3 separate regions of the Zea mays genome follow, and regions 1 and 2 are each linked to region 3. The links are chromatin contacts, called in public Hi-C maps. All regions are on one chromosome and are shown on one strand. The core of a region is the stretch at or near the end of the contact, and the rest is flanking DNA. Distances in the headings are between cores, read along the strand shown. Region 1 holds the start of LOC100283886 (chloroplast small heat shock protein). Region 2 holds the start of LOC100304261 (Protein WVD2-like 5). Region 3 holds the start of LOC100194025 (F-box family member).

Evidence for each region. A called contact is a pair of places that touch in the nucleus more often than the background predicts.
Region 1: a contact with region 3 is called in a Hi-C map of leaf, with 6 times the contacts expected there. The contact joins the promoter of LOC100283886 here to the promoter of LOC100194025 in region 3. A contact is called at or near these places in 10 of 25 Hi-C or Micro-C datasets (bundle sheath, ear, endosperm and 2 more) and 1 of 3 datasets of contacts at active chromatin or transcription factors (leaf).
Region 2: a contact with region 3 is called in a Hi-C map of bundle sheath, with 3 times the contacts expected there. The contact joins the promoter of LOC100304261 here to the promoter of LOC100194025 in region 3. A contact is called at or near these places in 7 of 25 Hi-C or Micro-C datasets (bundle sheath, ear, endosperm and 2 more).

The regions. Positions count from the first base shown.
Region 1 is chr5:117,985,410-117,988,415 of Zm-B73-REFERENCE-NAM-5.0, reverse strand. LOC100283886 (chloroplast small heat shock protein) reads right to left here and starts at 1,691. Exons shown (of 2, transcript NM_001156784.2): 1 at 1,347-1,691; 2 at 736-1,246. The coding sequence starts at 1,596. The coding sequence ends at 861. LOC100216795 reads right to left here. Exons shown (of 5, transcript NM_001143194.1): 4 at 2,630-2,696; 5 at 2,105-2,535. The coding sequence ends at 2,482.
Region 2 is chr5:118,382,557-118,385,852 of Zm-B73-REFERENCE-NAM-5.0, reverse strand. LOC100304261 (Protein WVD2-like 5) reads left to right here and starts at 1,484. Exons shown (of 7, transcript NM_001326605.1): 1 at 1,484-2,032; 2 at 2,151-2,300; 3 at 2,753-2,814; 4 at 3,196-3,296. The coding sequence starts at 1,805.
Region 3 is chr5:118,134,648-118,137,953 of Zm-B73-REFERENCE-NAM-5.0, reverse strand. It overlaps LOC100194025 (F-box family member), which reads right to left and starts at 1,568. Exons shown (of 2, transcript NM_001139088.2): 1 at 1,324-1,568; 2 at 1-1,185. The coding sequence starts at 1,348.

The DNA.
Region 1 (3,006 bases), core at 442-2,941, 150 kb after region 3:
CCCATGTCTGGACCTCACTTGGGACTAATGAGACGGCAGACACGTCTCGCTAGCTAATCCGTGCCAGGTCTAGCCATGCTCGAGCCGGCCCAGGCCGCCGATTTGAACATCTATACCTACCAATACCAATATACAATCTCTCAATCATTCAGAATATAAACTCTCTTTTACTTTTACTGTCGGTGTTACCCGATTTATCCACTCTGTTACCTCATGACACATATAGATGGCCAATAATGTCGGGCTAATCGGGCCGGCCCGGAGCACGGCACGGCCCGTAGTGCCTGGGCCGAGCACGGGGCACGCCCCGATTAGCCCCTAGGCACGGTTAGACACGATTATGCATGGTTAGATCTAAACACGACTAGTTAGCTGTGTGCTGTACTCTTTTTTCTTATCTAGGGTTTTCTCACAAGGGTGAGTTTTTACCTAGATAGGTTTTTAATGAGTCAGCCATTGCACTAAACAGCTCAATATTAGCTATTTTAGTATATTTTAACTGTGTTTGTTAATGTCTGACTAAAATTCTGTGGTGTAGTGCTAAACGGGCCTACCGTGCCGATACAACACGGCTAAGGAGCCTTAATGTCGTGCCTGGGTTCAGGTACTAATGCCGTGCCGACACAGTACATCTAATAATCTAATAATCATGCTAAACGGGCCGTGACCTAACCGGGCCGTCTGTCCGATTGGCCATCTCTACGCATCAATGCTTCTACACAGTACGATTTTGATGGATGCTTTTATGCCGTGCTTTCGCTTTCTGTACACGATACGTATTTTATTTCCGGAGAAAATACACAACAGTCACGGGCTCACAAACAAGAAGCACTCACAAGAGTTGAGTGACACGACACGCATCACTGCACCTTCACCTCGGTGACGTTCCGCTTGCGCTCCCCGGTGCGCGGCACGGTGACGTACAGCACGCCGTCCTTCACCTCGGCGGTGATCCCCTCGGCGCGCGCGTCGTCCGGGAGCAGCAGGCTGGCGTGGTACCCGCTGGTCGACCACCACTCGCCGCCGTCGCCCTCCTCCCCGTGCTCACGCTTCTCGCCCTCGATGACCAGCACCCCGTCCTCCACGGCCACGCGCACGTCGCCCTTGCCGAGGCCCGGCACCTCGAAACGCAGCCGGTACCGCGCCTCGTCCTCGCGCACCTTCCCGGACAGCAGCCGCGACGGCGCCAGGCGCTCCAGCGGGCGGCCCAGGGTCTCCGCCACCTGCGACAGCGCGCTCCCGAGACCTGCGTGCGTCGATGCATGCACGGGCGTTAGTCACTAGTCAGTCAGGGTCCATGGCCGGCCGGCGTGGGTTGCTCAATGCGGCAGGTGCTAAGGCCGTACCGTCCACGAGGCTGAACGGGGTGAAGTCGCGGAGGTCTCGCCATGCCCAGCGGCGATTGGGGGCGGAGCGCTCCGACACGGCGACATCTCGGCGGTTTGCCTCGCCTGAGGCGGCAGAGTCGGCTGCCGAGGTTGAGAGAAGCGAGTGAAGTTTCGGATCTGTCGCCGGGGCTGCGGCGAGCGCCGGCCTCGCCAGCGCCTGCGCGCGGCCAGCGATGGCCCTGTTGAGGCACAGACGAGCTAAAGCCATATCAAAGTCTACCGCCGGAGCTACGGACTTGATTGTCGCGTCGTCGTCACTCTGCTTGGTCACCGTCCTTGTGTCCTCACTCTGTTAGTCTGTTTAGAGATGGAGATGACGATTGGTGTCCATATAAAGCGGCAGAGGCGGCCACGTACACACGCAAGCTGAGAAGGCCGGAGACGCGTCTGGAAAGGAGACGGCCTCTTCCATCACCTTCTGGGTGCGCTGAGGATCTATGGAAAGCAGATTTGAGAATGTACACAATTGATGTCTGCTTGCTTTTGCTCCCAGAATTTGACATGCAGATAACCGAGCTAGGCTCCGGTTGCTAGTGCAGGCTGCAGCCAGAGCCAGGTGTGCTCGCTGTTGCGCGAGAGTTCGATTTCCAGAATCTAACTAGCATCCCTCATCTGGGTTTTATTCTCATTAATAATAATCTGTCATCTCTTGGTTTTGTACTCAGACGAGAAGCTTAAAAAAGAATCTGACATGCCAATGTTTACGTTTGGCAAACAAAAGTAAGGTAAAATGCTTGCTCAAGTCATATGACAGCTAAAAACATCGGCTGGACTGGACCCGATTTTGGCCATCAGGCTCAAGGCAGCTCCCAGTATCTAGTTCCCTGGCATCCCTGCAGACGTTCTGATTTCTTTTACGCGAGCTAACGTGAGAGAACTGTACTCAGTATAAAACAATGAACTCCTACACTGAACGCTGTAAACACAATTACTAGTAATAAAATAACAAAGAATATTTTACATTTGCATAAGAGGGATGTCATCCTGTCTCCGAGACAGTCCACATCCATGAGGTCACAAGCTTTCGCAGCCTAGAAGTTGCGTACATTTCAGCGATTCATGACTTGAAACAGCACACTTCCAATAACCAACTCTAATCGTATAGGCCTTCCTGCTCCCAGCTGATCACGAGGAAACCCACCATTTCCTGACAGCGGACAAGCCAGGAAAATCAATGCATTGTCTAAACAGGACGCACATGTCAAATGGAAGATGTCGTGTAGCTTTTCAAGATATCTTACACCAAGAGGGATCGGTTGTGGAAATGGTTTCGAGCTCCCGAGCAGGCTCTCGTATGTAGCATTACAACTGCAGTCGCCATGCAGATAGATATTAGTTTCAAAAGGCAATCAGAAGCTATCCTAAATTTCAAAGTATTATAAACAAGATTTCTAACTGCTGGAGAGCCACTGTCAAATTACCAACATGGTAGCAAGGATATTACTATATAAATAGCATATCATCGATAACCACAATATATCACAACTTCGTGATGTTTCGAATGACAATTTAAACAGTGGATAAAACCCACGACTGGTTCATTCCCATGCATGAAGCAAAGAAGGTATTTCACGTAACTAAAAACTACTACACCAAGGAAATATTTTGGTCACTGCAA
Region 2 (3,296 bases), core at 235-2,734, 250 kb before region 3:
AAATAACAACCGCCGAAAATAAGAAATAAAATATGCAAAAAAATTTTACCTCTCGATGCGGCGGCTCGACAACGACGGTGGAGTGGTGGCGGCTCGGAGTGGCGGGCAGCCCGGCGGGCGGGCGAGCGGCGGGTTTGGGAGAGGAGAGAAAGAATAGAGAAGAAGAAGGGTCCGACGGTTTTTAAAAACCTTATTTTCGGCGGCTGTGTCAGTGGTCGCCGAAAACAATCTTATTTTCGGCGGCCAGGGATGTGCCGCCGAAAATAATGTAGGTCGCCGAAAATGATCCACGGTGCTGTTGTGGCGGCTCTGGGCCGAACGGTCCGCGACCTGGCGGCAGAAGCGGGTGCCTTCCATGCATGCTGTCCGGACGGTCCGAGCTCTGGGCCGAACGGTCCACGATGGCGCAGGGTCATTTTCTTCTCCTTGTATGACCTAAATCGCGCCCCACGGGATAGAGACCTTAGGGTGCTTCGGGTCAGCAAGTCACCCGGGGCATCCAGACGACGTAGAGTCGCCTAGAAATTAAGAGATCAATTTGAGAAAGATATCTTGATTGAAGTAGGTCGGCAGGCCACCCTAGGACGGATCTAGATGACGTAGAGTCGAATAGAGGTGGATATGCGGAAAGCTACAACTAAAGCTACGCTACATCTATTCCTATAGCAGGAAAAGTAAATAAAGTAGATAAGTTCGATTGGAATGTGTCCCGAGGTTCTCAATGTCGTACCCCTTTATATTTATAGGGGAGGACGTTTGGACCTTTTCCTAGGAGATAGCTAACACTCCCACATGATTAAATAGATAACCACACATGAGATAAGGATAATCTAATCGCGGGACATACGGACTGTCCGGGCCCAAGGGCTGACCGTCTACCACTTTTGGTGCTCAACAAGTAGATTCAATTTCTTCAAAATAAAGGGATCCAAACGATCACTAACTATATTTTAGAGATATTTATTTGTTGAACGATCTACTACCTCTATCTTTAAATAATAGTTACTATAACATTCATGCTCAGCAAAAAAAACCTTATATTTAACTAAAGATGGTAACTATTTTTTATTAGGCATGCTTTTTCTAGGTATACCTACATCACTACAGCAGTACTAATTTCAATAGAGAAAATTCAATATATTTTTTAGTCTTTGAACTAAAGATGATTATGCTCTATATATTATTAGAATAAAGGGATTATGTATTATAAATATTAACATTTTTTTATATATTTGTTAAATATAAAAGTAGTTAATTTCTAGAAATGAGATTCGACAACTATTTTAAAACACATGGATAAACTTTTTCACTTTAGATCACAAGCTTCATTTTCTAAGGATTTAAGCACAGGGAATCTTGAATTTAAGAACTGGAGACAAAAAGCTAAAAGGAAACACAGTATAGAAAAACAAACGGAAAAAGGAAACACTGAAAAGACAGCGGGATTGGAAACGTGTAACCACCTCCAGCCTAAACACAGTCACCACCACCTACACCCCCGTTGTCTCCTCTCCTTCCATTGCCACAGTCGGCCTTCTCCGTGGAAGCCGGCGGGCCGCCGCCTCCTTTGTCCCTGTCGTCGTGCTCTTCCGTACCGCCATTCCCTAGCACTGTCCACGGGCGAGGTAAAGAAACCATCTTTCCACCTTCTCCCACCCCCTCCGGACCCATAGGTGCCACCGGCATTTGTCTTGCGATTGCTTGGCCCAGATCTGCGTGCATTCGGCATTTCTCGTGCGTAGATCTCGCGTGTACGGTGTACCTCGTTTCCCTCGGCGGGTGGATCAGTGACGGCTTGGTCGAGATGGACGATGTGGTTGATGACATCATCTGTGGAACGGATGCGGCGGTTGCCGTCGAGGATGGGGCCAGTGGGACGCCCGCAATGCCTAGCTTAGGGTGCCAGGGTGAGGAAGAGCATAGGAAGGGCAATGAGGACAACTCAGGTGAGAGCGAGGTGATTAACCCGCCAGAAGAGGCTGGCGGGGAGGCCACCTCGCCCCTGGAAGGCAGGAAGCCTCGCCTTTCCAAGGTGAGCTCTTGACGGCGATGTCTTGTAATGTTTTTTGTGGCTATCTTCTACCTATAGGTAGTAAATGATACCATCTGCAGTTGTACTGATTACCATTTCGTTTATGATGTGATTTTAGGGGAATCAAAGCCATGTACCTAAGGCTGTCAAATCTAAGAGTCCAAGGAGTGGAGATGAAAATCAGACAAGGAGAAAAGCTCCCAACTCTTCTTTTCCTAAGGCACCCATTGTCCAGGAGTCCCATGGTGACTCTGGTGTCGGCAGTAATGTAAGCAGTTCTACATTATGATGCAGTTTGTTTCAACATCTTCACTAGTCAGTGAAAGAGCCTGTAGCCTAGTGGTTGAAAGTCCTTTAGGCCTTGTTCGTTTGTCCAGGATTCCACCTAGGAATCGTTCCAGGTGATCAAACCTTATATAAATTACATAAGCAACCTGGCCCAGAATCGTTCTAGGTCCCTTAGTAGCACCTCTAGGTCCTCGGTTCAACTCCCTGTGGAAGTGAATTTAGGCTGGTTAAAAAGACCCTCTGAGTGTTTTTCTCGGCCTGCAAGGTTGAGGTCTTCTACCTTAATAGGCTAATAGCACAGCCCTGGGCCCTGGGGAGGTCACCCCCAGTGGGTTGAACCTTTTTTTAATATATTCACTAGTTATGGATATCTAAAATCAGCTTCCTGCCCAATCTAGTCGGATCTTACATGACTTGTTTCACTTTTATCAGAAAGCTGGCAAGAATGAGTCTCACTCATCCCCAATTGATGCAGCATTGCCCGATGAGTCCAAGTAAGTTGCTTCTTTCCTTTCTATCAAGATCAGAATAACTTGGGAGAAGGAATGTATATATACTAAGTGTTTTAGTATATATGCCCACAAATCCTGGTGCACCATAGACTGGATATAAAACTATAAAGGGCGTACCCAGTGCCGTAGGCTTCCCGCACTGTGCAGGGTCTGGGGAAGGGTATCTTTAGTCGCCAAGCCTTACCTGCTTAATATGCAGAGGCTGGGGCTCGAACCCAGGACCTTCCGGTTACAGACGGTAGGCTCTACCGCTGCACCAGGCTGCCCTTCACTGGATATAAAACTATGACTACTCTAAAATCATCTTATACGGCTATATATTTGAAGAGTCACTTATGCTATTTATACTTAACTCCAATCCAGGGAGAAAAGGAAAACTCAAAAGCCACCAGCACAGCTCTCTTCCATCAAAAGAGATGAAGAACAGTCAAATGGTGAGAGTGCAAAGCCTCGAAAAGTTGGAA
Region 3 (3,306 bases), core at 319-2,818:
CAAACACCTTTGCTGATTCTGTGAAGGCCTTAAGGCCAGCATCCGACACATGTCCGCACTTCCTCAGGTAAAGCTTCTTCAAGCTTGGGCAGAACTTGGCAATAGAAGCGAGCGCAAGATCAGTGACTCCAGGGCAAGAGGTAACACTCATGCACCTGAGATTCTGCAGGCCAGCAGCATTAGCCATCACCCAGAAACCCCTCTCACCAACAGTAGCAAGACGAGTAAGTGAAAGGTCAGTGATGGCCTTCCCGTAGTATCCAATCACAGCAAGTGAAGCATCAGTTATGTTCAGTCCCTGGAGCCGGATCTTAGCAAGCGAAGCAGTGGCAGAGCACACCAGGCTGGAGATGCCTTGGTCACCAACAAGAGGACAGTTCTTGATGTTCACAGCTTGCAGTTTCATGCAGCTGCGGCCAATTGCCCTCAAGCCCTCATCGCCAACACTAGAGCATGCCTCGATGGTCAGAGACACCAAGTCGGGGCACCCCTGCGCAAAAGCGGCGAGGCCCTTGTCTGTGATGAGGGGGCATCGAGAAATATCCAGACGCTCCAGCAAGGGGCACCCGGCGGCGATCTCCACAAGTCCAGCGTCGGTGATAAGAGGCACGTCCCAGAGCGCGAGCGAGCTGAGGTTGGGGCTGCCGCGTGCAACCGCCGAGAGTCCTTGGTCTGTGACGCCACGGGCCGGGTGGCTTCCACGGACGGAGAGCTTCTCCAGCCCGCCACAGGATCCGGCGACGACGGCCATGGCGGCCAGGCGGACGTCGGTGGCCTCCTTGCCCTCGAGGACCCTGTCAACGCACCGATCCGCGGGGACCTCCTCCTTATCCTCCTCCATGACGAACTCCTCGTTCAGGTCCGGCAGCGACGGGGTGTCCGCCGCCGCGGCGGCCTGGCCGAACTCGGAGACCCGGATGCTGCCGAGGAGCGCGAGCCAGCGGCGGGAGACGCAGGCAGCGGCGCCGCGACGGCCGGGCACGCGGCGCAGGATCTCGAAGAGGCACTCGTCCGGGAGCGCGTCGAGCGACGGAAGCTGCCTCTGCTTCTTGGCCGCCCTCACGCACTCCGCGGCCGCGGCGGCCACAGCGGACGCGGCCACTAGCGTGCGCTTCCGCTGCTGCACGGCGCCGCGGCAGAAGAGTCCGGCCAGCTCAGCCGGCGCCGAGACGAGGCACCCGTCATCTGGTCCATCCAAGAAGCAACCAATTAACCATCAGAACGGGATGCCACACGTAATCCCTCCCTCCCAGCGTAAAATCTCAAATCGATCGACAGAGCTCCTAAGAAAAGAAGAATAAAGAGGATGTTTTTCGCCCTCACCTCCGTAAGCGTAGAGCGCAGGCATGTCTCCGAGTCACCCAACACCGAAGCGACCCCTTCCCCTCCCACTCGAATCAAGACCAGAAGAACGAGCACCACCGGATCTGAGGCACCGAAGAGGGCCGGAAGCATTTACAGCCCGCCGGAGCAAGGAAAACGGAACCCTGTCGCCGCCGGCGACAGGGAAAAAAGGAAGCGAAGGAAGGAGGGGGAACCTCGGTGGGGAGAGGGGAGGAGACCGACCTAGGGGAGGAAAAGAAGACGGCGAAGAGATGGGAGAGGAATATAGGGGGTAGAGAGAGAAAAGGGTGGTTGGCAGCTTGGCCCGCTTGCGTGTGGCACTGTGGCCGCGGCCTGGCGGAGCGGATGAATCCGGATCGGGGAAAGGAGAGCGCGCACCCTTGTCCCTTGGTGCGCCCAAGGGACGTGGCGGGGGCCTCGGCGTCGCGTGCCCCTCGACACCCGTGGCGCCAAGTTGCATTGCACCGCACGCGGCGAGCTGGATTCATTGAACCTCCGCGCTGGACAGGTACGGCCGTACGGCGTAGAGCGGGGTCGTTTGGATGGAAGCAGATGAAAGTGGTAATAGAACCGCTAGATAAATTTAATATTTTAAAATAAATATTCATAAAATTTTATGTTGATTTTTATTATACTATCAAGCTCATTATTATAAATAAGAATAAAATATTGTATAAATTGTTTTATGTGTTATTTACTTCCTACAATAAAAATATAAAAAATTTGTCGAATTTGTTTTTAAATCCATACCAAATTTTATTTATACCTATCATTTGAGAAGATATAAGATGAATTTAAGGTTTACCTTTTATAAATCTTTACAATCTCAATGTTAAAAATAAGAATACACATTTATATGGTAGATTTTATATCCTATTTATTTGCAATCAAAGAAAAACGACCAAAAAACTGATTACCGAATAAATATTGTTTCCGATTGTTTTCATCCCTTACTAGATACAGATGTACAGGATGTCTTCATTGGATCATACAAAGCATTATTTTACACTATATATTACATTATTTATAGAGTAAATTTTAAAATGAGAGATATAATAGAAGATATGATAAGTAATCTGCTCGAGACAGTCTAAACACTAATCAAGACTACATCTCTTTTCTTCTCTTCTCTATCTTTACTCCTATAAAGTATCAGTTTTCCTAGTTTTCATTGTCGTCCCTTTAAAAAATATTTATGTTTTTTTTCTAATCTAACTCGCGGTCCACTGTCATCGTGTGTCGTTACCTCCTAGATAAAACAAGAGAAAACACAAAACCCAACATAACGCAAAACTGCACGGAGCGCAGCACTCCTGAATAGTATCATATGTCCACCTCGCTAGATGAAGTAGGACGAACGATCGAGTTAGCTATAAACCTGGTTTCCACTGTCACCCCTTTTGCAAAAAAAGTCATTATACTTCTTTTTAATCTAACCTGGGATCCACGCTCATCGTGTGTTGTCATAAGGCCATGAGAAATCGTCCAAGCACAACACGACATGAAGCCACACGTAGCACAATGCTCTCGGGTAGTACCACCTTACTAGCTGAAGAAGGATAAGCGACCGAGTTAGCTATAAAAAAGGGGCATGTCAGATATTCAACTAATATCTTTCTCGGACTTTTAGCTAAGATAAAGTACAATATTTAATATCTAGTATGTGAGTCATATGTCCACTTTAATTTTAAACTTATTTTTTGTAGGGAGGGTCCACTTTAGTTTTAAATTTTTTTATAGAGAGGGTCCATCACAGTGTGTTGCCATTGTGCCCTCATGTGTTGTACAACCATTGCAATATAACCATTGCAATATATCGCCAAATATGATTGGTGTCGTTGCAAGGTGCATGCATTGTACTAGTGCATGCATTATGAGGGTGTTTGGTTCCCTTAGTCAGCCTTCTAAATTTTAGGTACTAAACTTTAGTCCATAGAATTTCTATTTGTAAAGTCTCATTTA